2 separate regions of the Mus musculus genome follow, and region 1 is linked to region 2. Evidence: chromatin contacts called from public HiChIP or PLAC-seq data. All regions are on one chromosome and are shown on one strand. The core of a region is the stretch at or near the end of the contact, and the rest is flanking DNA. Distances in the headings are between cores, read along the strand shown. Region 1 holds the start of Snrnp48 (small nuclear ribonucleoprotein 48 (U11/U12)). Region 2 has its middle 42 kb from the start of Dsp.

Region 1 (6,366 bases), core at 2,922-5,421, 96 kb before region 2:
TGGAGTGCTGGGATTACAGCCATTCGCTGCATCTAGCTCTTGATAAATGGTTCTGTCTTTCTACCTGTCTGGTTCTTCTTTGGTCTCCTGCAGTCTGTACTTCATTAAGTCTAATCATTAACCTCTTGTCATTCAACACTACACTTCCTAGCAATACTCTGCCTTCAGCTCTCAATTTCCTGAATCTATCTCATCAGGCCAATGTTTCTCTCCTTAGATCCTTACACTAGGAACCACAAGTGGCTCAGTGGGCAAGGCACTCAACAAGAACGTCTGATGGCCTAAGCTCAACTCCTGGAACCCACACAGGGAAAGAGGAGAGAGAAACAGATTCCACACAACTGCCCTGACAGACCCCCACACCATACACACACAGTTAATTTTCTTTAATCTTTATATTATTATTAAGTACCTTATACTAAAAGTCCAACATAAACAAAAATAAATTCAATATATTCATGGTCTATGTGATGGTTAATCTTAGCTGTCAAGTTAATAAAATCTAGAATCACCTAGAAGGTGGGCCTCTGGGCTTAGGTCTATGGAGAATCATCTTGACTAGGTTAATTGAGGTTGAAGATTGTGGGTGGAACTATTCCCTAGACCAGGTTCCTAAACTGTATAAAAGGTGAAAATGAGCTGAGCACAAAGACTCATTGCTCTTCTTGGTTGCAGATGCAATGTTACCAACGGCTTCACACTCCTATAGCTTTGACTTCCCTATCATAATAGACTTTACCTTAAACTGTAAGCCTTCTTAGTTTTGTGTCTGTTGCTGTGATAAAACACCTTGCAAAAACAACTTAGAGGAACGTGTATCTGGCTCATCATTCCAGGTTACAAGCAATTCTGCAGAGAAGTCAGAGTGGCAGAACCTTGGAGTAGCTATTCACATCCACAATTATGGGCAGACAGAAGGAAGACATGCAGTGCTGGTGTTCTGCCTTTTTCTTCTAATTCAGAACAGAGCCTAGTCCATGAAATAGTGCTGCCTACCTTCAAAGTGAATTTTCCCACCTTAGTTAACCCAGTGAATAAAGCCCTTCTGGGGGTGGGGAGGACCCCACAGGCCAACCTAGACAATGCCTTACTGAGACTCCCTTCCCAGGTGACTCTGCATTGTGTCAAACTGATCATCACACCTTCCTTTCTTACCTTGCTGTGGCTGGGTGTTTTAATCACAACACCACAAAAGCCTCCTAGCACTCAAACTTGCCTTCTCCCGTTTCAGTGAAAGGTGTCACCTGCTCAAGAAAAACCTGCCTCTTCCCTAACCACCCACACCCAAGCAGCCACCTAGTCCTGACATTTTAACTCCTAAGGGTCTTTGAAATCCCAGAGTTCTCTCTAGCCCCAGTGCCACTTGACCAATTCAGAACGTCACTGTTCCTTCTCTGGATTACAACAGCTATCTTACTGCTCCCCATCTCTGCTTCCAGGATGGCTGCTCTCTACTACATTCTACTACACTCTCCACCATGTAGCCATTTTGGAAACCCCAGCTCTCCCATTTACTAACTATAAGAGGTAATATAACTAACTTCTCCTTGAGCTACTTTCTTTTTCTAAAAAAAGAAGCAATGGACCCTTATCTCACAAAGATATCATGAAGATTAAATAAATATAAATATCTGGGTTTATACACAGAAACCATTTGAAGTAGGGCTTGGTACTCTGCACTAAATACATATTAGTGGGTATTTTATTAAAACACAAATTTAATTTGGATATTCCCTGACTTAAAGTCTGTCTATGCCTCCCCTGTTGCCATTGTTTTTTCATAAAAAGGCAAACAAACAGAAAACAAGATTCTCCAATGTGCCTGACAAGGGCCTTTATAAGGCTCCTTATAACCTATACAGCCCCTACCTGCTACCATTGTACTTCCCATTTAGATCATGGAGCAAAGGCGGGGCTACAAGCAATTCTCCTCCTCATGTTCTAACCATCCTTAAGCACTTGAGGCTCTCTAATCTTATCATCTAAGCCAGGACTTCTAGGTCTGCTGATGCTTTCTCTGTGCTTGACCTAACTAATTCTACTCAGTTGTTGTTGTTGTTGTTGTTGTTATTTTGGTCAGGGCTGGGGAGATGTCTCAGTAAAAGAAGCAAAAGGACTGGAGTTCAAATCCTTAGAACCCATGCAAAAAATGGGTATGGTTAATATGCACCTGCAATTTCATTGTTCCCACAGAGATAGAAGATAGAAGGGAAAATAGCCAGAAGCTCACAGGCCAGCTAGAATGATGATGGCAATATCAAGACAACAAGAGACCCGAAACAAGGTAAAAGTTGAGGACCCATTACCCAGGCCATACCCCCACACATATCCATAAGTTTGTTTTTTTTTTTTAAGATTTGTTTATTCATTATATGTAAGTACATTGTAGCTGTCTTCAGACACTCCAGAAGAGGGCGTCAGATCTTGTTACGGATGGTTGTGAGCCACCATGTATGTGGTTGCTGGGATTTGAACTCTGGACCTTCGGAAGAGCAGTCGGGTACTATTACCCACTGAGCCATCTCACCAGCCCCCATAAGTTTTTTAAAGGCTTATTCATTTAGGTATTTTATGTATATGAGTGTTCTTCCTGTATACCTGCACACCAGAAGAGGGCATCAAATCCCATAGGGTTTGATGAGCCATCATGTGGTTGCTGGGATTGAACTCAGGACCTCTGGAAGAGGAACCAGCACTCTTAACCGCTGAGCCATCTCTCTAGCCTAGCCCCACGCAGATTTTAAAGAATATACTTTTCTAGATGCTTTTTCTGACCCATCATAGTCTATAATAACCAGTACTACAAAAATTTCAACTCCCCCCATTACAGACTTTGCCACACAATAACAGCTGTCATTTCTTTACCCCTCCCCCCACTGTTACCATGACAAACTCTACAAGTGCACATGAAACATGGAAATTGATTAATTATCTGGACTAGTCTCAAAACTATCAATGTCATTTACCAGATTTTTTAAGCCAGTTACAACAGTGAGTATCAGATAATCATGTACTTCACGGTTTACTGGATAATCTGGGAGTTTTACAATGGACTTTCATATAGCGGTTAAGCAAAATACACCTCAGAAATCAGAAGGCCTGCAAGTCCCAGTTGCCAATCCCACTGGGATGTTTTTGTTTCTTCATTTGTAAAATGCTGCCAATTATTCTAGCCTCCTTGGGATACGAATTTTAAATGAAGTAACGCAGTGCCATTTAGAACGTGTTAAGTGTTAATATCACGATGTTGTCTAATATCTCGATAATAAATGAAGGAGTGGTGGGGCCCTCCATTCTCAATGGTCTGGAAATTTCATAAAATTATCAATTCATACCTCAAACTTTTTCAGTTGTCCCCCAAATCCATTTTTACAGCATCGTTACTAGGCTTTAAGCCATGAACTATATTGGTTAATTCACAACTCCAAATATACTTGTAAAGGTACAATGAAGGGTTTTTTTTCTTTCCAATTTCCACTTCAATTTTAAGACAATGGTGATTAGCTTGTACGTAAATTGCATATATCTTAAATATTTCCATCGACATATGACTTAAACCTTGTTACTGCATCATAGTAAATGAAGAGGGTATAAGAAATCACCGCGCAACGCAAATTCCCTCTATCCTGCACCTATTAAATAAGTCAGGATAATTCACTCTAATACACTCCTTAGGGGTCCGCTACTAGCTACCATTCCTTGGTGGCGCCCTTTAATCGTCCCACAATCGGTCCTGTCCGAGTGGGAAGCGTCCGGGTTTAAGATAGAGAAAAGTGAACACTGAATCTAACGCAATGCAGAATCCTTATATCATGACGAAGCAAATCGCCAACCTCAGCAGCAGCGCCCCCGGGATATGCACCGGACGAGCCCTGTCCTCCCCTGCATCGCACCGGGATGGAGAGAAGTGGGCTCCCCGGGCGCCTTTCCCACGGCGAGAAGTCAGCGGCCCGGGAAAGGCCGGGCAACCTCGCCCCTCACCTCGGCCTCCGCCTCGTCCCCGGGGTCCAGCTGATCCAGGCTCCATCCCAGGGACGCCGTCACCTCCTCCAGCGTCCGGCAGCAGCTCTCCACAAACTCGCTCAGCTCCTCCTGGAGCCGACGCCGCTCTTCCAGAGGAGGAGGTTCGGTCTCCATGATGGCAGCTCACCTCAGGCAGGAAGAGGCGGAACTGCTGGGCGCGCACGAGCTTCTGGGCGCGCACGGGCTTCTGGGAGCCGTGGGCGGGGCCCCGGGATGGCGCCAGCCTATCGGGAAGAGCCGACGGGCAGGGCGGAAGCGGTAGTTTTGAAAGGTGTTTCCACGCTCTTCTGGGTTTAGTTTGCGTAGCAGGTTAGAACTTGCGTCCCAGCTTTGAGCATCATTCCGCTGCTCCTTCGATGTTTTTAGGAGAAATTATTTATATCGGCAGGAAAGTTTAAAGAACAACACAGAAAGTGTCAGTGTAGCCTTTCTCCAGCTCATTAGCGTTTTCCCTCTTACAATTACTTCTAGATTCTTTATCCCAAATGCTATTATGCACATCCTCAGAACATTTTCCTACATAATCACAATGCATGATCAAACAGAAAATTCCTGAAACGGCTCTTCAAATTCTTTTTAAAGCAATTTATTATGTTTTAACCAATTGGCTATAATTGGTTATTATTTCTTAATTTAGAACAGGACTGGTTAAGAGCATTGACTGCTCTTCCAGAGGTGTCCTGAGTTCAGTTCCCAGGAACCACAAGGTGGCTCACAACCATCTAAAATGGGATCTGATACCCTCTTCTGGTGTGTCTGAAGACAGCTACAGTGTACTCCTATACATTAGATAAATAGATAGATAGATATATCTTTAAGAAAGAAAGGAAGAGGGCTGGTGAGATGGCTCAGTGGGTAAGAGCACCCGACTGCTCTTCCGAAGGTCCGAAGTTCAAATCCCAGCAACCACATGGTGGCTCACAACCACCCGTAATGAGATCTGATGCCCTCTTCTGGTGTGTCTGAAGACAGCTACAGTGTACTTACATATAATAAATAAATAAATCTTTGAAAGAAAGGAAGGAAGGAAGAGAGAGAGCCAGGCTCTTGGCCAGCACTTGGAAGGCAGACACTTGGGAGGCAGATTTCTGAGTTCGAGGCCAGCCTGGTCTAAAGTGAGTTCCAGGACAGCCAGGGATATACAGAGAAACCCTGTTGTGTGTGTGTGTGTGAGAGAGAGAGAGAGAGAGAGAGACTGTGCTGGGGTATCTAAGAGACCAAATTCCTGTCTGAGTTACATTTGGCTTCTCCTCCTGAGAGTGGTGGTCCTGAATTCGAAATCACTAGGTGGTCATTGGCCACACTGTATTCACTGAGACTAAATGTTAGTTCAGTGACAGTTTAACAGTTTGTAAAGCATCCTGTTAACAACATAGAATACTGTAACTCTCAGGTAGTAACATGCTGTCTTGAATATTTTTCATGTAAAAAGTGCATTTTATGATATTTTGCATATATGTCTGTGTACCACATGGATGCCTGTTGCCAGAGTAGCAGTTAGCTATGCAGTCATTTTTCTAAAAGGGGAATTTGATATAGATAAGCTCAATTCAATAAAAACCAAATATAAACATTTTTGTTTATAATAAAATTATCAAAAGCAGGTTTATGAGTCATCCTGGAACTCACCATGTGGTTGTGTCAAATAACCAATTTAATAACAAGTGTGTCAGAAGCAGAAACCTTATGGATGATCACGGCGTGCTTATCTAAAGAAAGGTCATTGCTAATAAAGACACACGCTACATGTTCATAATAAAAATCACATGAAAAAAACACTATTGTCACAGGCATACTCAGAGGCCCAACTCAGGCGATTCTAGATTTTGTCAGCTTCACAGTTAACACTAACCACCATAGTATAGTGTTCTGTTCACATCTTAAAACTTAATTCATAGGTGGGGGTGGGGGTGCTGAGGCTGGGGGGAGGGGGAGGGGAAATGAATTAAGTTTTAAAATTGAGCATTATTATTTCATTATCATAATAGTTCCTGTTACTATCCAAATTTGTCTGAATTTGGCCAGTGGAAGTCATCTTCTTCCATCCCCCATGTCTTTGACACAGCTCTTTTATTATAGTGTCATGCACTTTGCTTTATACACAAGTGTATCTCTTCCCTTGTACGACTCCACATTTAATCTTCCTGTATTGTTTTGATCCCTAGAACTGAATCACATTTGCCTCCATATCAGATCTTTGCTTCTCTCCCCACATCGTTTACCACCAGTGGAAGAAATAGAAAGGGAAATTTTGGCTGCCAATCATTTCCAATGGCATAGTTCCCACCTTTTAATTTAAAGGAAGAAGAAGAAGAAGAAGAAGAAGAAGAAGAAGAAGAAGAA
Region 2 (6,079 bases), core at 1,813-4,312:
TATGCCAGTTTTTGATCCATCAGTATATACCACAATCCCATTTTTAAGTGGGTTTCTTACTGTTATTTGTGGAAACACAACAGATTGATTTTGGGCAAACTGTAAGATTGGATGCTTTGGATAATGGTTATCTATTTTTCCTGAAAAGGAGGTAACTAAAACTGCCCAATCATTAGATGCGGCTGCCAAGGTTTGAACCTGTGCAGCGGTATAAGGTACAATTAAAAGATATGGACTTTGCCCAAAGTGGGTGATTGCTGCTTTTAGACCTTTAAGGGCAAGCTGTGCAATTGCATCAGGATACCAATCTATTATTTTAGCTGGGGATACGTTTGGATGGATCCACAACAATGGCCCATTCTGCCACAAAACTGCAGTTGGCAATTGTGCTGTCTTAAAGACACACAAACTGAAAGGCTGCGAATCCTCAATACGTTGTAATTGTGCATTCTGTAAGGCCTTTTCCACTTTTTGTAAGGCCTGGTTAGCAGCTAGAGTAAGAGTCCTAGGGGAGGAGATATGAGGATCTCCTTCTAAAATACCAAACAAAGGCCTTAACTCAGCGGAAGGAATCTTTAAAAAAGGTCTGAGCCAATTAATATCTCCCAACAGCTTTTGAAAATCATTTAAGGTATGGAGGTGATCTCTTCTTATCTCTACCTTTTGGGGCACAATCTTATCTGGGGACACCGCAGAGCCCAAGAATTGTCCTGTATCAGAAATTTGGACCTTTTCTGTGGCTATCTGTAAACCCCACTGACTTAAAGTTTTAAGTAGAAAAGGATATGCCTTTTGTAGCATGGTAAGGTCTTTATGGCACAGGAGGATGTCATCCATGTAAAGGAGCAAAATTAAAGAGGGGAATTGTTCCCTCACTGGCAAAAGAGCTTTTTGCACATAAAGCTGGCACATTGTAGGACTATTGGACATCCCCTGTGGTAAGACCTTCCATTGATACCTCTTATCAGGTTTAGCAGAATAAGCTCTCTGACCCGTTAACAAGTCAAAAGTCCAATCTCTCTGCTCTGGAGTCAAAGCAGCTGCGTTTGTTCGGGCCTGCGCTTGTGCAGCTTCGTGCCAAAGCGCTTTCCATTCCATGTATTTGCCCATACTAGGGAGAGCGGCTTTTACAACCGTTTGCCAGTCAGCAGGAGTTAGTGCCATGCCAGCGAGCCTGTCTAACTGCACCAAGGTAAAATTAGCATTGGTTCCGTATTTACGAACCGACTCAGCAATTTCTTTAATCTGCACATATTCTACCGGAGCGTGGACACGCCCACCCTCGGCTCCTTCAAAGACTGGAAATGCCTGTTCTATTTTCCTTTGTTCCTCTCGGGGAATGAATGAGTCTGCGCACTGCCTCTCTGCGCACTGCCTCTCTGCGCATTGCTGACGCACTACGGGCTGACGCACTACGCAGGGCGGGGACTCCGCATAGGGCGGGAGTGCACCTGGTAGCCGATTGCCCTGAGGCCAATTAGCAAACTGGCCTTCGCCAGCCGCTTTTGGCTTTTTTCTTGACCAATTAGCTGGCTGGTAATGGGCTGCTTCTTCCTCCCAGTCTGTTTCCTCAGAGGAGAATTCTTCACCTGCTTCAGAGCTACTAAGAGCTGGCTCCCCGAGCCCATCCAGCGATGAGCACAGGCTCCTTTTCCTAGAGACCTCCGCTAATTGATCTTTCTTCTTTTCCCTTTTTCCTCTTTTTCTTCTAATCTCTCTCCAGGTATTCTTACCTGACCTAAACTTTTCCTCGGGTTCAAGACCCTTGGAAAGGCCTGTATACTTACCGTTTCTCCTTGCTCCTACTCTCTCTCCCCGCTTTACTTCTGATAGACTGCCCTGAATTTCCTCTAGAATTTTCAGCCCTATCTTAATCACTTGATAACATGTGAAAAGGAACAAAAGGGCTCCTAACACCAGAAAAAATTCAAGGCCAAACATTTTCCACTTTACTTCTGATAGACTGTCTTGAATTTCGTTAGAAAGTTCAAGATCAGACTTATCTTGTAAAGCTATACTTACGGGTTACCGCCGTTCCCCAGCTGAAAAGTTCTGAATTCATACAGTTGAATCCTTCTTAACAGTCTGCTTTACGGGAACCTTTATCACCGTCGTTCCCCAGCTGATGAGTTCTGAATTCGGCAGTTGAATCCTTCTCAACAGTCTGTGTTACGGGAACCTTTATAAACGTGATCCGCAGTTCTGGTTCCGGAATGAGGGATCCTCCTTGCGCCAGTCCCGAGTTTTTTTTCTCGTCCCGGAATTCGGCACCAATTGTTATTAGACGCGTTCTCACGACCGGCCAGGAAGAACACCACAGACCAGAATCTTCTGCGGCAAAGCTTTATTTCTTACATCTTCAGGAGCCAGGGTGCAGGAAGCAAGAGAGCAAGAAGCAAGAGAGCAAGAAGCAAGAGAGCAAGAAGCAAGAGAGAGCGAAAAGCAAGAGAGAGAAAAGACGAAACCCCGTCCCTCTTAAGGAGCATTCTCCTTCGCCTCGGACGTGTCACTCCCTGATTGGCTGCAGCCCATCGGCCGAGTTGACGTCACGGGGAAGGCAGAGCACAAGTAGTCATAAGATACCCTTGGCACATGCGCAGATTATTTGTTTACCACTTAGAACACAGGATGTCAGCGCCATCTTGTAACGGCGAATGTGGGGGCGGCTCCCAACAGGCAAACTCAGAGCTGGAAATACAGCTCAATGGCAGAGCATTTTCCTGGCTAACTTGAACACAAGGCCCCAGGTTCAAGCCCAGCACTATAAGCGTGTAAGGGTTGGGGAGAACCATGGAAACCCCTGAAATTGTTCTAGAGAGAGAAGCCCTGGGTCCAAGCTAGACAGCACTTTTGAGTATTGGACAACACGGTGTTGAAAACCGTGGTACATTAGGCTGCCATGGATGGCCCTGTGGTTTAGGGCAGGGGTGAGCCCGAGGGCAGGGAGGTCAGACAAAAGGCTATTTCAATAGCCTCAGCTAGGGTGGTGGCTACAGAACAAAAGCTAGAGACTGGGGTGTGCCTGACGCTGGCTCCCAGCTCCTGCACCTGCTGCTGTATGCTGAGGGCCACATCCCACCTTCCCGCTGGGAACAATGGGTCCTCTGGAAACTGGAAAGGCTGTGGCTAAGAGCCTGTGAGACGAGCCTATAAATCCACAGCCCCAACAATTCCAGACTACTCCTTTTGATTCATGGCTCCCCGCACGGCGTTCCACCCTGGCTCTGCAGCTGGGGCCTCTCGTCTCCAGCAGGACTGGGTTGGTTAAACTGAGATTCTAGAGTGTTCACAGAGCTATTCTGCTCGTTCCTGCTGAGCCTCGGATTTTGCTTCATCCTTCTCTGTCACACCCTTTGAAGCACTAGAATGTCTTTTCTTGTCGTCTAGCTCAGGAAAGGTAGCTGTGGATGATGTACTGTTTCTATGGGCAACCCTTGCTCATTGCTGTTCTCACAGGGCAGTACGGCCTTACTGCTCCTGGACCTTTTATATTGTCTGAACAAAGAAATTATACTTAGTAACACAGCACCTTTCATGCAGCTATCCACCATACAAGCTCCCCTATACATTCCTAAATTCTTTGAGATTATACGTTCATTGCACTGCCTAATCCAGAGCATCCTAGGCACTTGGTAAACTCATGATGGAAAAGAGCCAACACCTCCAAAGAGCCATTAGGATTATATTTTCCCCCTTAAAGCAGGAAATTGGATTAGTTGGCAAAGAGGGCAGATAAATAATATAAGCACACACATTTCAACTCATTGAAATGGCTCTGAAGGGCCAGCAAGATGGCTCACTGGGTTAAGGCACTTTGCTGCCAAGCCTGTTGAGCTGAGTTCGACTCCTATGACCCCCATGGTGAAAGGCAAGAGTCTACTCCTGAAAGTTGCCATCTGACCTCCAAACACATTGCACACGCAGGCACACACACACAAACAGAGTAAATGTTACTTAAAAATTTTTTAAAGGAAGAAATGACTCTCAGGTCCCAGGCTCACCTACGTTCTCCTTGTACTCCTAACATAGCACAAGGAAGCTTTAGCCCCATGCTTGGGATGCCGGGAACGTCCTGGACAGGAGCTGCAGGTGCGGGTGTGTCCCCACACAAACATGGAAATGGCAATCCTGGGGCAGAAGGGACAGCTGTGGTTGTTTGGGTTTTCCTTTCTTTGTTCTGTAAAAGCTTAAAGAACTCTCAGATTCACTTGGAATTGCAAAGATCCCCAAAGAGACATCAGTACAGTGAGAAAGTTAAAAACAAACAAACAAAAACAAAACAAAACAAAAAAACCTGAAGGACTCACACATTGCTAAGTCAAAATGAGCTGCAAAACTAAACTCACTAATCAAAGCTATGCTGGAGAGACACCTCTGAGATTATAAGCACTTGCTGCTCTTCCAGAGGACCCAGGTTCGATTCTTAGCACCTACATGGGTGATTACCCCGGCCAACAACTCCAGCTCCAGGTGATCTGATACAGTCTTCTGACCTCCACGGATACTTTACTCATGAGCGTATAACCCTACACAGATACACACATGTCCACATTAATAAACCTGAAAAAAAAACCTTAAAAAAATCCAAAACTGTGTGGTACTGCCATTAGTATAGACACATAGAAATAAACCTGTGCTTCTGGTCAAACGCTTTCAACAAGTCTATGTAGTGAGGTAAAGAGCAATCTTTTCAACATCGCTCAGAAAGCAGGGTTTCCACACAAATGGACCTCCATCGTGTTACATTTCGCCATGTGTAAAATGTAACACTGATGGAGAAATGGCCTAAAAAAAAAAGCATTAAAATATTAAAACCCAGCAAACTACTAAAGCCCAGAATCAAACACAAGAGTCAGTCATGACCTTGGATGTGTCAGGGGCGTCTCAGATGTGACATCAAAGCATGAGCACACAGGCAAAAATAAGAGGGCATCAGAACTTAAAACTTGTATACAGCAAAGGGCATGCCCAAGAAAGGAAAGAGGTACTCTATACAATGTGAGGATGATTTGCAGAAAACATATCTGACAAAAGACTTAATATCTAGGATATTATATATAGAACTCCAATTGTTCGATAAGAGGATATGTAACACAGTTAGTGGAATAAGCAAGCAGGGTGGGGTGCACACCTGTAATCCTAGCACTTGGGAGGTAGAGGTGGGGTCAGGGGAGTTTGAGTTCTAAGCATGGGCTTCTTATTAACGTCTACTTTCTTCCAAATCTCTGCAGCAACTTCTTGGATGATTTTAAACTTTCCACTGGATCAGAAGGGGATTCTCATGGACGCCCACTATTAAGTGGATGAGTAAGGTTACCTGCCAAGTGGACACGTCCTCAAATATTTAAAACTCCTAAATGAAATGAGCTTCTCCAAAAGCATAAATAAAAGGGCGTGGTGTGGCGTGAAGTGACATGACGTGGCGTGACTAGTACTTCCTTTGCCTTAAGAGAGAGTCTTTAATGTCACTTCTGTATGGCAGCTGTGGGTGGACTTGTCAAGAGAGTGCTTCCATTGAGAACTGTTTTCTCTTGGTTCCTTTGTCCTAAGTCGCATTCTGCAGCCACCCCACACACTTGGTCCCAGTGCTCGTTCCTAGGAGACAGTGCCCGAGGAGAAGTAGATCCAGTTGGCATACCATCTTTCATTACAAAGCAAATTATAGATTTCGCATGTGTAATTATTTATTTTGTGGCACCATGCCATCATATAGATAAACAAAGACTTTGAGAAAATTTACTAGCTTTTCTGGGAGTGTCTCCCCAAAATGGGAGTGTTTCATTTTTCTGGGAGTGTAATTTTCGGCCTAACCAATTACTAAAGATGAGGACAACCCTACAGGGAGATTGCTAGCCTGTTGGCATGTAACATGCTCAGAAATTCCCCTCATTAATTTTTTTTCTTCTTATGTAAAATTGCCAAAAGAATGTTCATTATTCCGGCATGTGAGAAGGATAATTGTGGCGTCTGTGATACAAATGCAAACAGTAAGGAGAGGGCTGGGGAGGTGGCTCTGTGGATAAAGAGCTTGCTGTGTAACATGAGGAAAGACCTGAGTTAGGATCTTCAACAGCCACAT

Evidence for each region. HiChIP or PLAC-seq counts read pairs in DNA pulled down with a chosen protein or histone mark.
Region 1: an H3K27ac HiChIP or PLAC-seq map of embryonic stem cells shows a contact between it and region 2, with 6 read pairs. The contact joins the promoter of Snrnp48 here to the enhancer-like site in region 2. A contact is called at or near these places in 2 of 39 promoter capture datasets (both in the 3T3-L1 cell line), 1 of 484 Hi-C or Micro-C datasets (cortical neurons), 8 of 115 datasets of contacts at active chromatin or transcription factors (CD8 T cells, embryonic stem cells, extraembryonic endoderm stem cells and 2 more) and 4 of 9 other capture datasets (adipose tissue, embryonic stem cells, liver and 1 more).

Annotation. Positions count from the first base shown.
Region 1 is chr13:38,202,744-38,209,109 of GRCm38.p6, reverse strand. Snrnp48 (small nuclear ribonucleoprotein 48 (U11/U12)) reads right to left here and starts at 4,171. Exons shown (of 9, transcript NM_026382.2): 1 at 3,982-4,171. The coding sequence starts at 4,137.
Region 2 is chr13:38,106,239-38,112,317 of GRCm38.p6, reverse strand. No RefSeq gene overlaps it. Among named protein-coding and RNA genes, the nearest start is that of Dsp, 42 kb to the left of the region's middle. Within about 2 kb of position 3,062, at least 13 of the 459 cell types and tissues checked have an H3K27ac peak or open chromatin away from gene starts, as enhancers often do. A contact at or near this core is called in embryonic stem cells, where this site is marked.